2 separate regions of the Triticum aestivum genome follow, and region 2 is linked to region 1. The links are chromatin contacts, called in public Hi-C maps. All regions are on one chromosome and are shown on one strand. Each heading gives the region's core, a stretch centred on a gene start, on an enhancer-like site or on the middle of the called end of the contact. The rest is flanking DNA. Distances are from core to core; before and after follow the strand shown. Region 1 holds the start of LOC123045958 (trafficking protein particle complex subunit 2). Region 2 holds the start of LOC123045960 (adenine phosphoribosyltransferase 2).

Region 1 (3,705 bases), core at 60-2,559:
TTGTCACAGAGAATGCTAGAAACTTGGCGCCACTTCATCCATCCGGCTTTGATTCGATGGTTCACATCTTCATCAATACCCCCATCCTCCTGGAGCATTGACCCCAAATATCGAAAGGTGTCCTCCTGAGGCACCACCTGCCCATCAAGGCTAACCTCCTCCTCCTCACACCTAGTAGTACTGAGACCGCACATCATGTACTCGGTTTTAGTTCTACTAAGCCTAAACCCTTTCGATTCCAAGGTTTGTCTCCATCATGAAACCATGAGTCACGGAGCAAAATTTTAACAATTGCACACTGCTCAGAGTAGAATAACAGTATAAAACCATAACAAACACAACATATCCTTCTCAAGTATAGGTGGGTTTGTGACTGAAATTGATACCATAGTTAAGCCAAGTCTGGTTCAAGAAGTTCTGGGCATCTCGCTGCAATTGTTTAGAGCAATCGTTTGCAAGATGGTGAACGCCAGCTTATATTGGATTGGAGATTCTGTCAAAATCAGAGGGACTATTTCGTGGAGGCCCCAAGTAGAATAACAGTATAAAACCATAACAAACACAACATATCCTTCTCAAGTATAGGTGGGTTTGTGACTGAAATTGATACCATAGTTAAGCCAAGTCTGGTTCAAGAAGTTCTGGGCATCTCGCTGCAATTGTTTAGAGCAATCGTTTGCAAGATGGTGAACGCCAGCTTATATTGGATTGGAGATTCTGTCAAAATCAGAGGGACTATTTCGTGGAGGCCCCAAGTGATCTAAGAGTGCATCAAGCATTATGAGAAAATCAAGAAAAATAATTATTATTGGGCAGATTTGAAGATACTTTGATCACTATTATTTTAAGACCAATGTGCTTAAACAATACAACACAGACTTTCTCATATCCCACCCATTCATCAGATCCCAATATAATTCTACTTCCACTGGTCATCACTTCTATAGCAATTCCTTCTTGGCCTGGCTTTGCCAAGACCCTATGTCTAGCTACAAATAGCGAAGTCAGTATTCAACTGTACGTGCTGTGCTCTGCTCAATACGATTAGACCTACACTACCGCTTCTTTTGACAAGCTATCTGCTGCTGGTTAACCAAAGACTAGATCGACCCATCCAAACCTAAGAAAACTCGAGATGGGGGAGAAGCAGAGTAGGAGCTGCTCACATGGAAAGGGCGGAGCGAAGACCGCAGAGTCTCCGGTCGCCGGAGCCGCCCGCCGGCGTCTTCCTGCTCGCGCCTCGGGAGAGATCAGAGGGTGGGAGATCTAAGCGCAACGAATAATGAGACCTCGCCCTCTTTCCCGTTCGCTAGGTACCTGACGGTGGTTGGGCCGGGCCAGTGTGTTGGGCTTGCAGAGCCGTGGGCCTGCCCGAACCGGTATGTTGTTACAGACGCTGGGCCTAGGTGTTGCGGCTGAAATCTCCACCGGTCTAGCCTGAGACCTCCGGCGAGACGCCGGCAGCAGCAGCAGCAGCAGCAGCGTAGCCGTCCGGCCGCGCCGTCTCACCGGCGAACTCGCTCCCGACGCCGCGGTCCTTCTGCAAGCTGCATAGCTTCCGACAAAACCTAGTAAGGACTCGTGTGATGAGCTCTGTGCTTCCGAGTTCTGAGCGATGAACTGGATCTGAAGCGTGCTGGCTCTCTCAAGTGGGCTTCCCGGAGTTGAGAGCCCCGCCTGCGGGATGGGAAGGCTGGCCGTTGCCGCCGCGGTGGCCGCATGGGCTATCCCGATCGCCGCCTTGGTTGACTCCATCGTGCCTGACCCCTACATGGTGAGTCCTCTTGCCAGGATATGCATGTCTAATGTCACTTGCTTATAGTCTGATGATGAAGTATAGTAGTATTCCGGCACTCTAGTTATCTGAATAAATGCTAATTACTACTCCCTCCGTTCCAAAATAGATGACTCAACTTTGTACTAACTTTAGGAACCAACAATACCATTTGTTTCACAACATCGTCATGTGTTAGGATTTATTTTTTTCACTGAAAACCACATACACTCCGTTTGGATGTTGATATTAAGGGCCATGAAATTGAATTGGCTCCAATATCAAATCTCCCAGACTTTGATATTGACATTGAACTTGAATTTGGTTGTTTGGATGTGCACGATATTGACATTTGGAATTCGCATGAGAGGCTAAATTCCGAAGCTTGTTTGGATGATCATTCTCTACATTGGAATTGCACTTTGATGTAATTTCTTTATAAAGAAAATGGTGTCAGTACACTGGTACCTATACATTTTGTCATTGGTTTTTAGTACCAACTATATATATGTAAGGAGCAGTAGCAAGTATTGTTCTGAGACAACACTCTGGATAGTAGCAACTACCATGTGAACTAGCGTTCTGAATCTGAAATGCATGAGCTTTCATAATTCAGACAAACACCGGCTGAATAAATGAGCTCGTACATACACGACACTACAAAGATGAAAATCAGATCTGTGCAGTTCAAGCACTCCACAGCAGAATATGAAGAATCATTCAGATCAATTTCGACAGTGGTTTTCAACATGTACATTAGGGCGTATGCCAAATTAAATAAACACTTCAGCATCAGCTACTAATGCATTGTCTTCCACATCATGGCATGCCGAGTACCAAAACAGAAGGACCAAAAGCAAAATTTGTATCAACATCTCACGACTATGAGCTGCAAAAGGTTAAGAAAAAAAACTCAGAATACTAGCACATGTGGGCGGGGATTAGAGGGGATTAGGGATTCTGTGTAGGGTTATGGAGGGAGCTAGGGGACGGTGGCAACGGGGCTACAGGAAGAAGCAGTCATGGGGGAAGCGGCGGTCGTGCCATCTGCCATGGGAGGCGGGTGTACAGAGGGACAAGCGCGCGGGATGGGTCAGGTGGACGCGCATGGAGGTGGGCGCATGCGGGGGAGGAGCGGACCCGCCGGAGAAAGGAGAGAAGAGAGAAGGAGGAGGAGGAGGGCGGAGAGGTCTGACCTGCGCCGTCGGAGCTCCCTGTCGTGTCTCTGTTCGTCTCCTCTCTCGGTCGGTTGCCTGTTTATTTTCCCTCGAGCGCGGGCGAAGCGGTAAGTTAGGCGCTCGATCCCGAATATCAGGCAAAGTCGAGCTCCTCTGCTCTGAATTCGGCAACAGCTACATGGGCTGTGAATGTGAGCCAGCCAATATCTTGGCCCAATTCAGCCAGGCAATACCCTAACCATCCGAACAATGGCATTCGGGCTGCCCAATGCCAATATCAATTTCAAGGCCTCAATATCAACATCCGAACGAGGTGATAGGGTTTGAAATTGCAATGACGATCGTTTGCCCAATGCTGTAAGCATTTGCATAGATATGATAACATCGGTTCTCATGTGGAAAAACGTTATTACATCTTTTACATGAAGGAATTTGGTGTTATAGTTTCGTAGTTATATAGAAAGTTGAGTTCTACGAAAAAATTAGATTCGATAAGCAGATGTGAGGCATAGGCAGAGCTTTTGCAAGATCCTTAGGATTCTTACTTTTGTCTAATCTCGCTGTATTCTCATTCTGAAAATGTGTATGGCACAATATGCTTCCGATAAGAACATGATGACATATCCACTACCACTTTATTGTTTGTTTTTAGGATGAGATATTCCATGTTCCCCAGGCGCAGCAATATTGCCGTGGAGATTTCTTAACGTGGGATCCCATGATCACCACCCCTCCTGGCCTGTGAGCTTCCAC
Region 2 (3,791 bases), core at 583-3,082, 270 kb before region 1:
TGGAAGTGCGGGGTACCTGGGAGTTTGCCGGGTTTGCGCAGCGGTATGAATTTGGCTCCGATAGCCAGCGCGATCGCCGGGCCAAATATGAACCCTCTCGCTTCAATACCTAGCAGCAACACCAAGATGCCAAGCCATGAATATACACGTACAGGTCAGAGAAGCATATACAGATACAGCAGGGATAGCCACGAAATACATACAGCTGGGGGTCATCATTCATTCGCCGTGTATTTAGCATGGCTAGGGTACGTACACGTAATAACGTCACAATGGCATTAGGTGCTGACATAAGCCAGGTGCACCAGACAGCGGAGTTAACCAGATCGCTGTACTCTCGTACTAGCAGAGGTACCGAGCCAGGCCAGCAAGGGTAGGCGCGAACGCGAGGACCGGCCGGCCCGAGGGGAGGGGACGACACCGCATGTGAGCTCTCGGCCACGGCCGTCCGATCAGGTGATCCAAGACGCGCGCGCGCGCCCCCACCGGATTCCGGCGGTCCCGGCGCGATCTCCCCCCAATCGCCCGCCGGCTACATGCACGCCCCCTGTGACCCGGGCATTGAACACGTACAGGTACAGGCGATGCCACTGGCCCTGCTCGATCACCGCGGACCGTACAAGTGGCGCGACGGGGCCGGCCGGCGGGACGTTCGTTCGTTCGGCTGCAGGGACCATCGTAGTCCTAGTACCATGCGACGACAGCGCGAGGACACATCCCACATGCGCTGCAGAGACTATTCCGGTTAAATTGGCTAGCCTCCATCCATGGACGACTCTTCTTCCTCTTCCTCCCAGCGTGGCGGCATTGGCCCCTGGGTTTTATTGCTATGCTCTCTGGACCAGACCAGACCAAACCAGACCAGACGGTGAACTGATGAGGAAGACGCATACGTGTGCGTGCGTGTGTACGTGCGCGCGCGCGTATCTATACTGTTGCTAGTACCTAGTAGTACTGCAGCTACTGTTCTGTTATCTGAAAATAAGAGTTACTCCTACGAGTACACTACAGTAATGTGGTGTGGTGGTGATGACCTGATCAACGGCAGAGCGGAGCGGGGGAGACAAAGGGGGCAGGAATTATCTGCCGCGAAGACACGGCTAGCAGCAGGCCGGCGACGGTATATTCCACAGCACCAGCGCACCGAGCCAACGGCGCGCTCTCAGCGGCATTAAAGAAAGACGCACGGGCCGGCACCAGAGTGCACGCACGCGCGTGGACTGCACATGGCTCCTGCCTGCACTGTATGATTGACTAGCCAGCGGGCCGATCGGTCGGATAAGGGTGATGATTTTACCTGCGACGGCCGCGATGCCCATGCCGCGGTAGCGCTCCACGAACATGTCCACGGCGTCCTTGAACACGCCCGGCCGCAGCAGCAGCGCCGTGATGTCGTTGAACATGATCCCTGCACGCGCCGCACCAACGACCGACCAGACCAGAGCACATCAGACAGGAGAGTTATAGTTAGTCAGGAGTAATGGTTTCGCACGGAGATGGACGGACGGACCTGGCTTGGGGAAGTGCGGGACGACGCGGATGGCGTCGGAAATGCCCTGGAGGCGCGGGTCGGCGGCGCGGCCGTTGCCCTTCTTGGCCGGCGCCTGCGCCTCCACCACGTTGCCGCCGCCCTCGCCGCCGCTGGTGCCCTGCTCCCCCATGCCCGTGATGCCGACGCTCGCTCGTTCCTTGCTTGCTTTGCTTCGTCGTTTGATCTTCCTTCCTCTGAGTAGTGGTGGCTAGCGAGAAAGGCGTGTGTGCGTGTGTGTGTATAAATAAACACGAGGAGAGGCGCCGGGTGGACGTAGCCCGGAGGGAGGCAGTGCGAGAGAGTAGGGGTAGTTTTTATTATCCTTGGAAACCAGCCGGTAGCCAGGACCACCTGTGCTGTGTTTGCATACAGAAGGAGGGCTCGGCTCGCTCACTGGACAGTGGCCAACCTCTCCCCCGATTCATGAATGGCGACTCAGTGGGGCGTTGGCCGTTCCAGCCACGTCCCTGCACACAAGTTTTACTATTCCCTCCATTTTTCGCGCTTTTTAAGATTTAAGTTTGTCAGTAAATTTAATCAACGACCGACTGCGGCGGGAGCAAATACCACTGAATTCGTATTTTCGATATGAATTCAATGAATATGAATTCGGTGATATAATTTTTGCTTCCGCTGCAGTCTGTCTCGTTGGTTAAATTTACGGTTAAACTTATATCTCTAAAAGCGCGAACGCACTATATTGTGGAATGGAGGGAGTACTTCTCTTCGTGAGATTTTGCCGCGGCAGAGGTTGCATCTGAAACAAGATCTCGCTTCTAGCTACGGCAGCTAGCAGCTGCTGATTGAGACGTGTTTAACTCTTTGATGCGTCTGATTTATACTTCCTCCTTCCCAAAATAAATATGACTGATTAGTGCAAAGTTGGTATAAAGCTATACTAAACCAACGATGCATTTTGCCCTTCAAGAAGAAAAAACCAACGACACATTTTGAGACGAAGAGATCAGTTTTTTAGTTTTTACACGGCATATACTTTCCTTTGCTGGTTGCGCATAGGAATAAATCACAAAAAAACTACCATTTTTTTCTCTCTTTTTTTGCGGTGATACTTTTTTCAGTCATTGTTGGCTGAATAGTGATTGATGGGATTTCGTTGTTGCATTGTTTCTGATATAGTCCACCATTCATGCCGAGTGGTGATTGATTGGATTTCTAGTGGTGATTTCTACAGTTGACAAAATGAAAAAAAGGTTAAAATATATTAAAAGTAAATTATTTCCAAATTTTGTGAGTTTTTTCAAAGATGCAACTGAAAGTAGTAGGCACATTCTTATCAAACAATAATGTACACTAAACATGTGATTAGCTAAAAATGGGGAGAAAAAGCTCGGTAAACACTAAATGAATCATATGCGAACTAGGCATAGAGAACATATTCCATGCACCGGTCCAATTTATGCACCGGTAGCGCCCCTTCTAGTTGATACATTGGTTGTGAACAAGAGGGAGAGGATCAAGCTGAAAGATGGGTTGCTCGCATGTTTGCAAGGTAGTCCTATTTCCGCACTCCTGGGTTCGTTTCTTAAACATGAACTTAATACGATGGGCATATTTTAGTAAATTTAATGAAATGCTATTGCAATTTTCGTAAATGTTTTGTCGATGTTTTCATGTTTTTAACACATATCCCATATTGGGCTTATCTTGAACGTCTCGTCAAAACAAAAAAGGTGGTCAAATCAGATTCAAATCTGGGCATGTGGTTCAAAAATATAAGAATTTTGTCGTGTTTGGATATGGAAATAAAAGCATGGATTTGATTATGGGATAGGGCAAACTGTGGAATGTGGGTTGATTATCATAAAGCATGAACATCTTTCACAAACATGCCAACAATCCATCTTGTGTCACTCAGGTTTATATCCAACGGGCCCAAAAACTTGGGTGCACAGGTTCTTCCGTTTCACTAGATACGTTCTCACTAAGCATAATTCATTGCTAGATTACTATTGATGGAACATGTCCACTATAGTTCAAGTCCTAGACTTGACTCGGATGGTTGTATTTTTCTGCATTCATTTTAGGCTTCTGGTGATGTTTCTTCAATGGCCTGGCGTACCCCTCAACTACAAGGCATCTGCAGCGACTACATCAATCTCAAGATTTGTCGACTCATTATCTCAAAGATGTTCATATGGATAGGGTGTGCATGTGACCATACGGATGTGTGTGTGTGTGTGTGTGTGTGTGTGTGTGTGTACTATGTTTTTTCAAACACACTAAAGGAATCACATAACGA

What was found. Hi-C and Micro-C count contacts between places; a contact is called where the count stands out from the background.
Region 2: a contact with region 1 is called in a Hi-C map of leaf, with 8 times the contacts expected there. The contact joins the promoter of LOC123045960 here to the promoter of LOC123045958 in region 1. A contact is called at or near these places in 4 of 5 Hi-C or Micro-C datasets (leaf and root) and 1 of 1 datasets of contacts at active chromatin or transcription factors (leaf).

The regions. Positions count from the first base shown.
Region 1 is chr2B:548,374,837-548,378,541 of IWGSC CS RefSeq v2.1, reverse strand. It overlaps LOC123045958 (trafficking protein particle complex subunit 2), which reads right to left and starts at 1,309. Exons shown (of 5, transcript XM_044469214.1): 1 at 1,167-1,309. LOC123045956 (dol-P-Glc:Glc(2)Man(9)GlcNAc(2)-PP-Dol alpha-1,2-glucosyltransferase) reads left to right here and starts at 1,407. Exons shown (of 8, transcript XM_044469207.1): 1 at 1,407-1,774; 2 at 3,605-3,693. The coding sequence starts at 1,685.
Region 2 is chr2B:548,644,269-548,648,059 of IWGSC CS RefSeq v2.1, reverse strand. It overlaps LOC123045960 (adenine phosphoribosyltransferase 2), which reads right to left and starts at 1,832. Exons shown (of 7, transcript XM_044469216.1): 1 at 1,511-1,832; 2 at 1,298-1,408; 3 at 17-109. The coding sequence starts at 1,661.